Linked DNA regions of Mus musculus: region 1 is linked to region 2. A link is a contact called in public Hi-C data. All regions are on one chromosome and are shown on one strand. The core of a region is the stretch at or near the end of the contact, and the rest is flanking DNA. Distances in the headings are between cores, read along the strand shown. Region 1 holds the start of Slc22a1 (solute carrier family 22 (organic cation transporter), member 1). Region 2 holds the start of Plg (plasminogen).

What was found. A called contact is a pair of places that touch in the nucleus more often than the background predicts.
Region 1: a contact with region 2 is called in a Hi-C map of liver, with 4 times the contacts expected there. The contact joins the promoter of Slc22a1 here to the promoter of Plg in region 2. A contact is called at or near these places in 3 of 39 promoter capture datasets (embryonic stem cells and liver), 1 of 484 Hi-C or Micro-C datasets (liver), 2 of 115 datasets of contacts at active chromatin or transcription factors (extraembryonic endoderm stem cells and trophoblast stem cells) and 1 of 9 other capture datasets (liver).

What each region holds. Positions count from the first base shown.
Region 1 is chr17:12,672,183-12,677,911 of GRCm38.p6, reverse strand. It overlaps Slc22a1 (solute carrier family 22 (organic cation transporter), member 1), which reads left to right and starts at 2,074. Exons shown (of 11, transcript NM_009202.5): 1 at 2,074-2,666. The coding sequence starts at 2,253.
Region 2 is chr17:12,376,921-12,382,471 of GRCm38.p6, reverse strand. It overlaps Plg (plasminogen), which reads right to left and starts at 3,863. Exons shown (of 19, transcript NM_008877.3): 1 at 3,756-3,863; 2 at 255-390. The coding sequence starts at 3,804.

The DNA.
Region 1 (5,729 bases), core at 825-3,324, 300 kb before region 2:
CCCTATCCCTCATGCCTACCTTCCTACTTTTCTGCCTTTCTCCATTCTTCCAGGATATGTTCAGCCCTTCCAGCAGAGCCCCATAGGCTGAGCTCTTATGAAGAAGAAGAAAGCTGGCAGAGAGAGCGGAGCTTTGACACAGCCTCATGAGAAGTATGTTTTGAGTAGGCCAGCTTGTAGACACCTGAGCAGGAGGGGACCAACTCTGAGTTCCTTGGAGCAAGGAATCTTAGAAACACAGGGACTCATAAGTCTGTGGGGCTGTGTTCATGTGTAGGCTGTGTGACTTTTCTTTTAGTGTGATAAAATACTGTGACTGAAACCAGACTAAGGAAGGTTATTTTGGCTTATGGATGCAAAGGGATGGAGTTCTTCATGACACAGAAACCATAGGGGCAGGAACATGAAGCTGGCTGATCACACACACACACACACACACACACACACACAGAGAGAGAGAGAGAGAGAGAGAGAGAGAGAGAGAGAGAGAGAGAACAAAGCAAGCATGTGCAAACACACAGGAAGTGGGGTAAGATTAATGTGTTCTCTCTCAACCCCCTCTCCCTTTCCCTCCCCCCTTCTCCCCTCCCCATCTCAGCTCCACCTCCTAAAGTTTCCATAACTTCCCCAAACAGAATCAACAACAAGGAACCAAGTGTTTAAATACATGCCCTATGGAAGATATTTCTCCTTTAAGACACATTTAGCCTCCATCACCCAGGGATTTGTGGTCATGTCATAATGCAAAATACTTACAATCCAACTTCAAAAGTCCACATAGTCATTAATAATCTCAACACCTTAAAAGTCCAAAGTCTTTGGTGACACTTAAGGCAATTTTTAAATATTGATCCCCTATAAAAGAAACAAAACAACAACAAATCATATACTTCCAATATACAGTGGCATGAATATACATGGATATACACTGGGGAAGAATGGGGCATAGTAAGGAAAGATTAGACCAAAGCTAAAAACAAACAACTATGCCAGGACCATAGGATGACCGAGAACAGCCACAGTGGTGGAGCCAGCTGGAGCTGTGTGTGCGGCAGAGGGTAGGGCCAAAGAATTGACCCAAATCCTTTGGAAGAGTCCAGAAGATCGTGAGTGGATTCCAGACATTTGACACTGGGTTATTTACAGGTGGAGTTTGATTTTGATTTGTTTAGATTGTTTCTGTGCCCTGGCTCTTCCCTCTTGAAGTAAAAAAGTATTTAACTAATTTTTTTTTATTGTATTGGAGTCTACAGTTGAGAGACATTTGATTTTTAAAAGAGACTGGATATTTTAAAAGAGGATGAATTTCTAAGTGCTTGAACCTTTAAAGACTATGGGATGAGCCTAACGGCAAGGCTTGTTTAAAGGGAGATGAGGTGCTGAGCTGACCCGAAGGCTGGCAGGATTCAGTTCCTTTGGTTGAGGGCTGAGGGTCTCAGTTGCTCACTGGTCATTGTCTATGTTCCCTCAGCCCTTACCTCTTTGCTGCGTGGGCTTCTCAGCTAGGCCGCTAGGCTTCATTGGGCCCACAAAGGAAAGAGAGTACTAGAAGGTGGAATAGCCAATCTGTGTGGGGGTGACCACAGAGGTACCATCCTTGGGATTTGCCATTTGGTCCTGCTCAAGGCTACCTAACGGTGGCCTGCCATCCCTGAAAAATGATGGTCATGAGTATCTTAGTTAGTTTTTGAGACAAGATCTCACGTAGCACAGGCTGATCCCAAACGTGCCTGCTGGGATTACAGGTATGAACTACCATGTCTAGTTTGTGTGCTGTTGGGGATTGAACCCAGAGCTTCGTACATGCCAAGCAAGCTGTCCTACCTAGCCCGCAGAAGTAATAGAATTGCTCTTCAGAAGGTCCTGAGAGATTTTGTGTGTGTGTGTGTGTCTGTGTGTGTGTGTCTGTGTGTGTGTGTCTGTGTGTGTGTGTGTGTGTGTGTGTGTGTGTGTGACTATGCACACTCAAGCCTGTTTGCCTGCTTCCTCCTGCCAGGCCAGAGCCTTGGCTCACTTCCCAGAAGAGCAAACAAGTCTTCAGGTAAGCCTCGTGTATCCCTGCCCTGGCTCTCACACTGGTATCGCGGGGTAAAAGGTTGTTTCTGGTTGGTTGCCTTCCAGATGTATCAGGCTTGAACAGCAACTTGATTTCAAGCCACCGCAGTTCCAAGAACTTTAAATGAGACGCTGCACGAACCCCCAGTGGCAGTCCAGAGCAGGCCTGGCTGAGTTGGTGAGGGCCCTACCCAGCCATGCCCACCGTGGACGATGTCCTGGAGCACGTTGGAGAGTTTGGCTGGTTCCAGAAGCAAGCCTTCCTGTTGCTATGCCTGATCTCAGCTTCTTTAGCTCCCATCTACGTGGGCATCGTTTTCCTGGGCTTCACCCCCGACCACCACTGCCGGAGTCCTGGAGTGGCCGAGCTGAGCCAGCGGTGTGGCTGGAGCCCGGCAGAGGAGCTGAACTACACCGTGCCGGGCCTGGGGTCTGCGGGTGAGGCCTCCTTCCTCAGCCAATGCATGAAGTATGAGGTGGACTGGAACCAGAGCACCCTTGACTGTGTGGACCCACTGTCCAGCCTGGCTGCCAACAGGAGCCACTTGCCACTGAGCCCCTGCGAGCATGGCTGGGTGTACGACACTCCCGGCTCCTCCATCGTCACTGAGGTACTAATGGGTAATGTACACATTGAAAGCAAATCAGTGTCTTTCTGAGGCAGGAAGGAGAGGCCCAACTTCCTGTATGCTGAGAGGGAGCGGGCTGTGCCCTGGCCCTCTGTGTTCGTCTCACCAATTGATGACACTGAGGCATAGCTGCTATGTGGGTCCCTGGTTGATTTGTTTTTTTTAAGAATATTTTACATTTAATTATAAGTATATATGTATGTATATGCATGTGGGTATGTACATGTCATAGTGTGTATACGTGTGCACGTGTGTGTGTGGGTTTATCATGGTCATAAAACAGCGTGTAGTTCTCTCCTTCCACCCTGTGGGTCCCAGGGACTAAACTCTGGTCATCAGATTTGGCAGCAGGCACCTTGTCCTTCTGAGCGTCTCACTGGCTCAGAGCATCACTTTCTGTCCTTGACCCATCCCAGAATCTACAGTCTTCCCTGTGCCTGCTTCCCTGTGGTTGGTGCTGTGGAATCCCCTCATCTCCTCAGGTGGTAACAGGTGGCCTAAACCCTGGCCAGAGAGATAGTATGGGAATTGCCTCAGCTTGCCCCATCAGACTATGTGACACCAGCCAGGCCTCCTATCAGCTGGATAGATCTGGGTAAGTGCCTCAGTTTCTCTGAGCCTTGACTTCTCTGTAGCAGGCCGTATCACAATATCTCCACCCCCTGTGTTGTAAGGATCAGTTGAAAACCAGGAAGATGATCCTCAAACGTAAACACAATTACACTGTTGATGGCCTGGAGGTGCCGTGAGGATATCCAAGGGGATTGACCCCACCATTATGTTACCTATTTGTGCACTTGGCTTTGAGAGTCTTTGTTTGTTTGTTCGTTTGTTTTTGTTTTTGTTTTTGTTTTTGTTTTTGTTTTGAGACACTGTGTAGCCCCCATTGGCCTGGACTCTCTTTGTTGATCAGGCTGGGCATGAATTTACAGAGATCCTCTGCCTCCCAGACTGCTTGGGATTAAAGATTTTGCCACCATACCCAGAGAGGGAGGGAGGGAGGGAGGGAGGGAGGGGCAGTTTAGTAGAAAGTGGCAGTAGATGTTTATCCCCTTCATGGACTCTTCTGACAGTGTGGGAGGTTTGTCCCATGGACAAGCATCAGGCCCAGGCTCAGAAGCTATGCTAGAAATATCTCGGCTGTGGCCAGGGCACAGCTCACGTGGGCCATGGTCCTCCCCCAGCCAGCCCTGCCCCCACACATGCACATAGAGTTTCTTAGGATCCCTTCCTTCTTTCTTCCCTTTTCCTTAAAGGTTTTAACGTCAATACAGGCAGGGCTGCCTCTGGGAGGAAGCCCAGTGTCTCTTCCCCCTGGCCTGCTTCTGGTTACCTACAGAATGAGTGCTAGACACCTCGATTTATAAGATATCCCATCTCAGACTTCTTCCAATGACAGACACCAAGTTAAGATGGCTTACCTGGCAGGGATGCTTTGCTGGGAGATCTAGCAGCCGACCAAAACTGTCTCCTTGGTCCTGGTATACCCTTTGTTTGGCTGGGCTCAGACGAGTCTCAAGTTCACTATGTAGGAAAAGAGGGCCTTGGCCTTTTGAGCCTCCTGCCTCTACTTCCTGAGTGCTTGGATTACATGTGTTTATGTACCATTGCACAGTTTATGCTGTCCTGGGACTAGAACCCAGGGCCTCATGTATGCTAGGCAAATGCTCTACCAACTGAGTTATATTTCCCAGGCCCACCTGAGCTCTTTCTTAGCTGCCTTGTCATCTCCCATCTCTTGTGAAGCCTTCAAACCTATCACTAACCTGATTCAGAGCCACCCACCAGGCTTAGATGGGACTGTTCCTCTAGTTAAACAAGGCCACTTACACTGGGCAGCAGGGTAGAGTTGCTGTGAAATAAAGCATGCCCAGTTGAAGTTGAGATAAACAACAACTCTTTCTATGTAGCACAGGCTGGCCTCAAACTCACAATGACCCTTCTTGCCTCAGCCTCCCAAGTACTGGGAATTAAGGTATGAACTACCATACCTGAATAACATCTCTTTATATATAAATGATATTATATATATAATGTATATTATCATATTATATAATTGTATATTATATTATGTAAATACAAATATTCAAGGGATGTAGTATAATAATTATTTTTCAATAAAATTATGTAATAAAATTATATTATATATTATGTAACTTAAAAATCCTATGTGATATTTGTATTTCCAACATCAGTTATCAGAAGAAAATATCATATACTATCTGCAACCTCATTGTTCATTAGCTCAGTCTGGGTGATATGAGATTCTATCTTAAAAAACAAAACAAAACAAAAAACCCACAAAGAGATAAAAAAGTAAAGTGATTTGAGAAACAGCATTCAACACAGATGTTGTAGGACCCAACATAGGATGTAAGAGGCCCAGGTGGGGTTTATGGGTCATGTCTAATTGAAGGGTTCTGGCTTAGGGGAGTGAGATAGGAAGCTGGGGAGCCAGGGATTGAGGAAGGAGGAAGTAGACATCTGGGCGAGTGTCGAGGTGGTGCCCTGTAAGGTTGGGGTAGAGGGGAGGGGAGAGACTGAAAATGGCAGAAAGTGTCTTAGGAAGAATTGACTGTTCACACATGGGGAGGCTCGAGCTTGGTGACTATGTTGGCTTTTGTAGTGGCACATGGAGGGACAGTGGGGGCCTGGCTTTGGAAGAAAGAAAGAACATTGTGCCGGGCTGAGTTTGAAAGCCAGTGTGGTATCCATCTGGAAGCATTCAAGGGTAATAAGAAGCACAGATGTGAGGGCTGGGAAAGGGCGCATTTGGTGAAGTACTGTACTGTGCAATCAAGAGACCCAGTGTCTACACACAAGATCTGCCTTCAGACATCCAGAACGCCTGTTAAAAGCCAGGTATGGTAGCACGTAGCTGTACCCCATTGCTCCTCTAGTGAGATGGGAAATGGAAAGAGTCCCTCAAACCTTGTGGGCCAGCTAGCTTGGTGCACATAAGGGTAAACGAATGAAGGGCTGGTGAGCTGGTTCAGCTGGTAGAGGTCCTCGCCACCAAGCCTGACCACCTGAGTTCAGTCCCTG
Region 2 (5,551 bases), core at 2,614-5,113:
TAATTTTGATTTTTTAAAATTATTATTACTGTATGTATGTATTGTAAGTACAGGCACATATGTACCAATGCATGTACATTGAGGTCAGAGGACACCTTTGTGGTCCTCTTTCAACTCTATGTGGGCTCTAAAGATGGAACTCCAGTCCCTAGAGTTACAAAGACAAAGGCTTTTCATCACTGCAGCCCTCCTTTCTCTTGAGTCAGAGCCTCAAGTGGCCAGAGCTCCGCCTGAGACATTGGCACCCATGATACCTGCAGACAAAGTCTGTTTCCCCTTCACATTTGGCCAAACAGTCCGAGACACCTCCTGCTGCGAGCTGCTTCTTGGTGAGACTGAACAGTGAAGCCCCTTGTGTGCTTATGTAGCCATCCAGCGAGTCCCCTTGTCCTGCAACAAAAGTGGAAAACTGAGCAAGTCAGATAAGGACATCGCTCATTATCATGTGGTGCATGCGCGCGCGCGCGCATGTGTGTGTGTGTGTGTGTGTGTGTGTGTGTGTGTGTGTATGTGTGTGTGTGTGTGTGTATAAGCACATGCATGTGCATATTTCATGGCTTTTTAATTTATTTGCTTTTTACCAATCAAAGAACACTAGCTGTTATTGTGTGGCTGAATGCTTTATGGTAGGGGAAAAAGAAGGACTCCTTACTCAGATAAGCAGTCCCAGTAGTTTGCAATAGATTGAAAGTACAGCCAGACTGGCAGATTAGTAACTGAGGCCCATGCAGCCACCTCTCTATTACCATATAAGAGCAAAACTTTAGAGTAAATTACTCTGCTCGTATTGCTTGCCCTGTGATAAGGCAGTGAGGCCCCAGAGCAGCGACTTGATTTTCTTTTTTCATTTTATTTTTAAATTTATTTACATTTCAAGTATTACCCCCTTATCTGGTTTCCCCTCCTCCCAGAAACCCCTATCCCACTTCTTCCCTCCCCCCTTGCCCCCCCCCCGCTTCTATGAGAATGTTCCTCTACCCACCCACCACTCCTGCCTCCCCACCCTCAATTCCCCTACACTGGGGCATCTATCTAGCCGGCATAGGACCAAGGACCTCTCCACCCGTTGATGCCTGACAATGCTGTCCTCTGCTGCATATGCAGCTGGAGCCATGTGTATGCCTTGGTTGGTGGCTTAGTCCCTGGGAGCTCTGGGGGTCTGGTTGGTTGATGTTATTCATTTGATCTTCCAGGAGAGAACACGGCATGGGATACTGTTGATTGACTGTCAATGATATATGCTTTTCAATGACATATGACTTTTTTCTTGATGATGAAAGCATCTGGCATTTCAGAGAAAGTTATTAAAAAGTAGAGCCTGGAAGCTGGGCGTGGTGGCGAACACCTTTAATTCCAGCACTCGGGAGGCAGAGGCAGGCGGATTTCTGAACTCAAGGCCAGCCTGGTCTACAAAGTGAGTTCCAGGGCAACCAGGGCTATACAGAGAAACCCTGTCTCGAAAACAAAAAAAAAAACAAAAAAACAAAAAAAAAAAAACCAAAACAGTAGTGCCTGGTACAAATACTGGCTTCACTGTTGTTGTTGGTTGTTGTTGTTGTTGTTGTTGTTGTTGTTGTTGTTGTTGTTGTTGTTGTTGAGACAACATCTTTCTACCTGGTCTGGCACTCAAGCAATCTTCCTTCTTCAGCCTCCCTAGTGCAGAATTACATATGTGTGCTACCATGATTTGATTTTTGTGTGAGATGCAATCTGAGACAGAGTTGCTTGCTTTCCCTCTTGTCCCCATAGAATGTGGTCCCAGCTGCCAGGTGTCCCCTGGGCTAAGGTGCTAAAATGCTGGCTTAAGCTTGACAACTCTGTTCCAAGCCTGAACCCCTGCTACTACTCTTTTGTGTAAATAGTCATGATTTCCATAGCGGTGAGAGGACAAAGAGGTTAATGAACATAGAAAAGTCTTCATGGAATTAGGCAACATGGCAACCTTGACCTCTAGAGGGAAATCGAAGCCAGATCCAGCAAGTTAACAAGTGACCAGGATCGGAAGCAGGAACACTTGAGAAGGTAAACACAGACTCATCTTTGAAAGCCTACCCTCTCCCTCTCTGGTGACTCCATCCCTCCTCAATGCTCCAAACTGGAAAGCTGGGTAGAGAGTGTGGAGTTGGCTAATGCCCTTACACTGTCAGAGCGCTTGCTGTGGGCATAAGAGATTATGGAGAAATGGAACATTTTAGACTTCTGTTCCATTCCAATTCAAACGCCCACCTTGAGAAGACCCAAGCTTTGGGGAGCTGCGGAGCTGCGTGTGATTTGGAAGGCATACAGTCATCCTGCACAGCGTGTCTAGGCAGAGTTGGGCTAACCTGTGCTAAGAGTTCTCGGGGAGTGTGCCAAGGAAGGTCTCGGATGACGATGGAGAGGAGAGAGCCCTCCTGTTTGGACCATCAGCTTTGTGTCATGTTTATTGGTGGACAGCCGCTGAGATCCACCCAAGGAGCTGCCACTCCAAAGACATGTCCCCAAGAGGAACCGAATCTTTTCTTTTGTATTTGAATTTTTTCTCCAAATCTTTATCTCTTCTGTTTACCTCCAGGGCTCTTGTAGAAAATAAAGTTTAATATAGTATATTGATAAGGAGACTTGAAACAAATCTTTTAGTAGGAAAATTATTTCTTTGTAACAGACTAAATATAGATGGGTATTACCATCAAAGCAAAGAGGCTTTTTTCATTACTATGGTGTGTGTGTGTGTGTGTGTGTGTGTGTGTGTGTGTGTGTGTACTTGAGTGTGCAAAATTAAATCTCTGCTGAGCTTGATGGATGACACTTTTTATCCTAGCACTTGGGAAGCAGAAGTGGGCTTCTGAGAGTTAAAGGCTAGCCTGGTCTACATAGCAAGTTTCAGTCTGGTCAGGACTATATAATATGACTTTATCTCAAAAAAAAATCAATAGTTTGTTCACAGTTGTGGAAGAAGCGTTTTTATCCTCTCCCAGGCTATTTCTGTGCAATAGGAAATGAAAGTCAAGCCATTTCTGTAGATAATGACAAGTACTTTGACAAAGACCTTATGAAGGAATGCCCCTCAATTGGCAGAGATACATGTTGATCCTACTGCAGAGAATCTGGTTCGGAGTGACCCCTAAGCTTATAGTGTCCCCAGTGCTAGTTTCTACACACACACACACACACACACACACACACACACACACACACACACAATGTGTGTAGGAACCCTGACCTCTAAATAGGTATTTGTTTAATTACTGCAAATACATGACACTTTAAAATGGACCTATGTGACTCACGGAAGCATCAGAGGCAGATGTGTACCCATGCAAAGCCTTCCTTCAGCCAAACAGAAGATCCCAATGGAAACAGGATGGCTCAACAAAAGTTTCTAATCAGTCACACTGAAAACAAGGCAAAGAGGTAGACCATCTAAGCCCACTAACTACCACCACCAGGAACTGAACCCAGAACCTCAAATATGCTAGCCAAGTGCTCTACCACTGAGCCACATTGCCCTTTAGTCAGACCCCTCCAAAATCCCCCTTCAATTAGGTTTACAAAGCCACTGGTGGCTTGCTCTGCCTGTCCATCCCTACCCAAGCAGTATTCACAGGGAAACTGAATTTATATGTCGAACTCCTCAGTCTGACACTTTAAGCTGAAAGTCCCATAAGCCAATAGCTCATTTAAATGAATTGCCCAAAAAGACACAGCGAATCTATTTTTAATGGATGGCTAGAATTTTTAAAAAGCGGAACGAAACCTGTGCATCAAAATCTTACCTGGTTTCAGAAGCAAGAGAAACAGAAGGATTACTTCCTTATGGTCCATGTTGGGACTGGCCAACAGCACCTGGACAACTGTGTCCTAGTTCCTGGTGTTGACTTAAAGGGGAACAGAGGCATCCACAAGCAAGGTAGTCCAAATAGGTTAATTATTCTCTGGGGCCCCCACCACTGTATGCAGAAAGAGCAAACATTACCTCGAACAGGGAGCTTACAAAATGTTTGAGCAGAGCCTGTGGTAGATGCTGGAAGTGATGGCAGTGGCCTTCCCCATTGGACCCCTACACCCTGTTACACCTCTCCGTCCTCCCTCTTCCCTCTTACTTCCTCCCTCCTCCCTCCTCCCAAGCCACCATGTTGCCAGTCTCCTCTCATTTCTTTCTCTCTTCTTCCTTTGCTGAGTGCCTCCCATATGCCAGATTCTGCCAAGTGGTCCATACTCAGCCTCGTTTGACCTTACTGGCAATCGGCTGTACCCTGTTCCCATTTTCAGAAGAGGGGCCTGGGGTAACACATGATGTCTCAGTGTGTGTATTGCGTAAGCTGTATGAGCTTGTTTTTCATCCGTTATGTTGCGAGTAGCGGTTGGTTTTGGTTTGGTTTGGCTTTGGTGACCCCTCAGCTCTCTCCCAGCCCTGATGTTGACTAAGCAGTTTGACTAAGTCATATCATTTTTACAACACCGTCATATTCACGCCGCTTTCAAACTTAAGCAGTACATAACTTCTGTCCTGGTGTGTTTTAGCCCTTGACCCACCTGTATAGTGAGACTCGGCATTGCCGGGCAAGGGCCAAACCATGGAGAAGCACCACTAGCCTACTGTGCAGTGTTGAAATCCGTTTGTGAGTTGGAAAAAGAACTCAGTGGTAAGTGAAGCACTTACTGCTGCTCCAGAATTCAAGTTCCAGCACCCACATCAGACAGCTCACAGTCACTCATAACACCAGCTCCAGGAGATCTAATGTCCTCTTCTGGCCTTTGAGGACACACACACACACATGTGTGTGTGTATGTATGTACGTATGTGTATATATAAGTATATACATATGTATGTGTATATATAGATATATACATATGTATGTGTATGTAGGTATATATGTGTGTATACTTGTACATATACACATATAGGTATGTGTATGTGTATATATATGAATGTATATCTGCATTATATATATGTATGCATATGCATATATATGTATTTATGCATATATGTATATGTGTGTATATGTATTCATAATATATGTGTGTGTATATATACATATATATGTGTGTGTGTGTATATATATATATATATATATACCTTCCGCTTCCCAGTCCTTTCTTAATATCCCCTCCAGTGTGGATCTCTCCTCCATAAGAACTCGCAGTATCATGGTAATACCCTCAAAAGTGGAGGGATTCAGCTGAAAGACTATCTTTTTGTTTATTTGTTCTTGTTGCTTTGACATAGTCTCCTACTGTAGCCTGGGCTAGCCTGGAACTCACAGTGATCCTCCTGTCTCTGCTGTCTGAGTGCTAAGACTACATACAGGTGCATGTCTCTCTCTACCAATCATCTCAACTTTAATGGTAGAGTCTGAACTTTTTCTTGGCTGGAGGCTCAAATGCTTTAAAGCCTCCCATTTTATATTTGAAAATATTTAGAAATGGACTCCTCTCTGTTGGTGTGGGATAAAGACAAAGCAGCCGCTGTTCTTCCCTGGCTACAAACTCCTTCCCATGACAACTAGTTACAGGATCAGGTGCCAGGATGTCTCAGGTAGAAGCTTGTATAGAATCCCATGAGAATAAA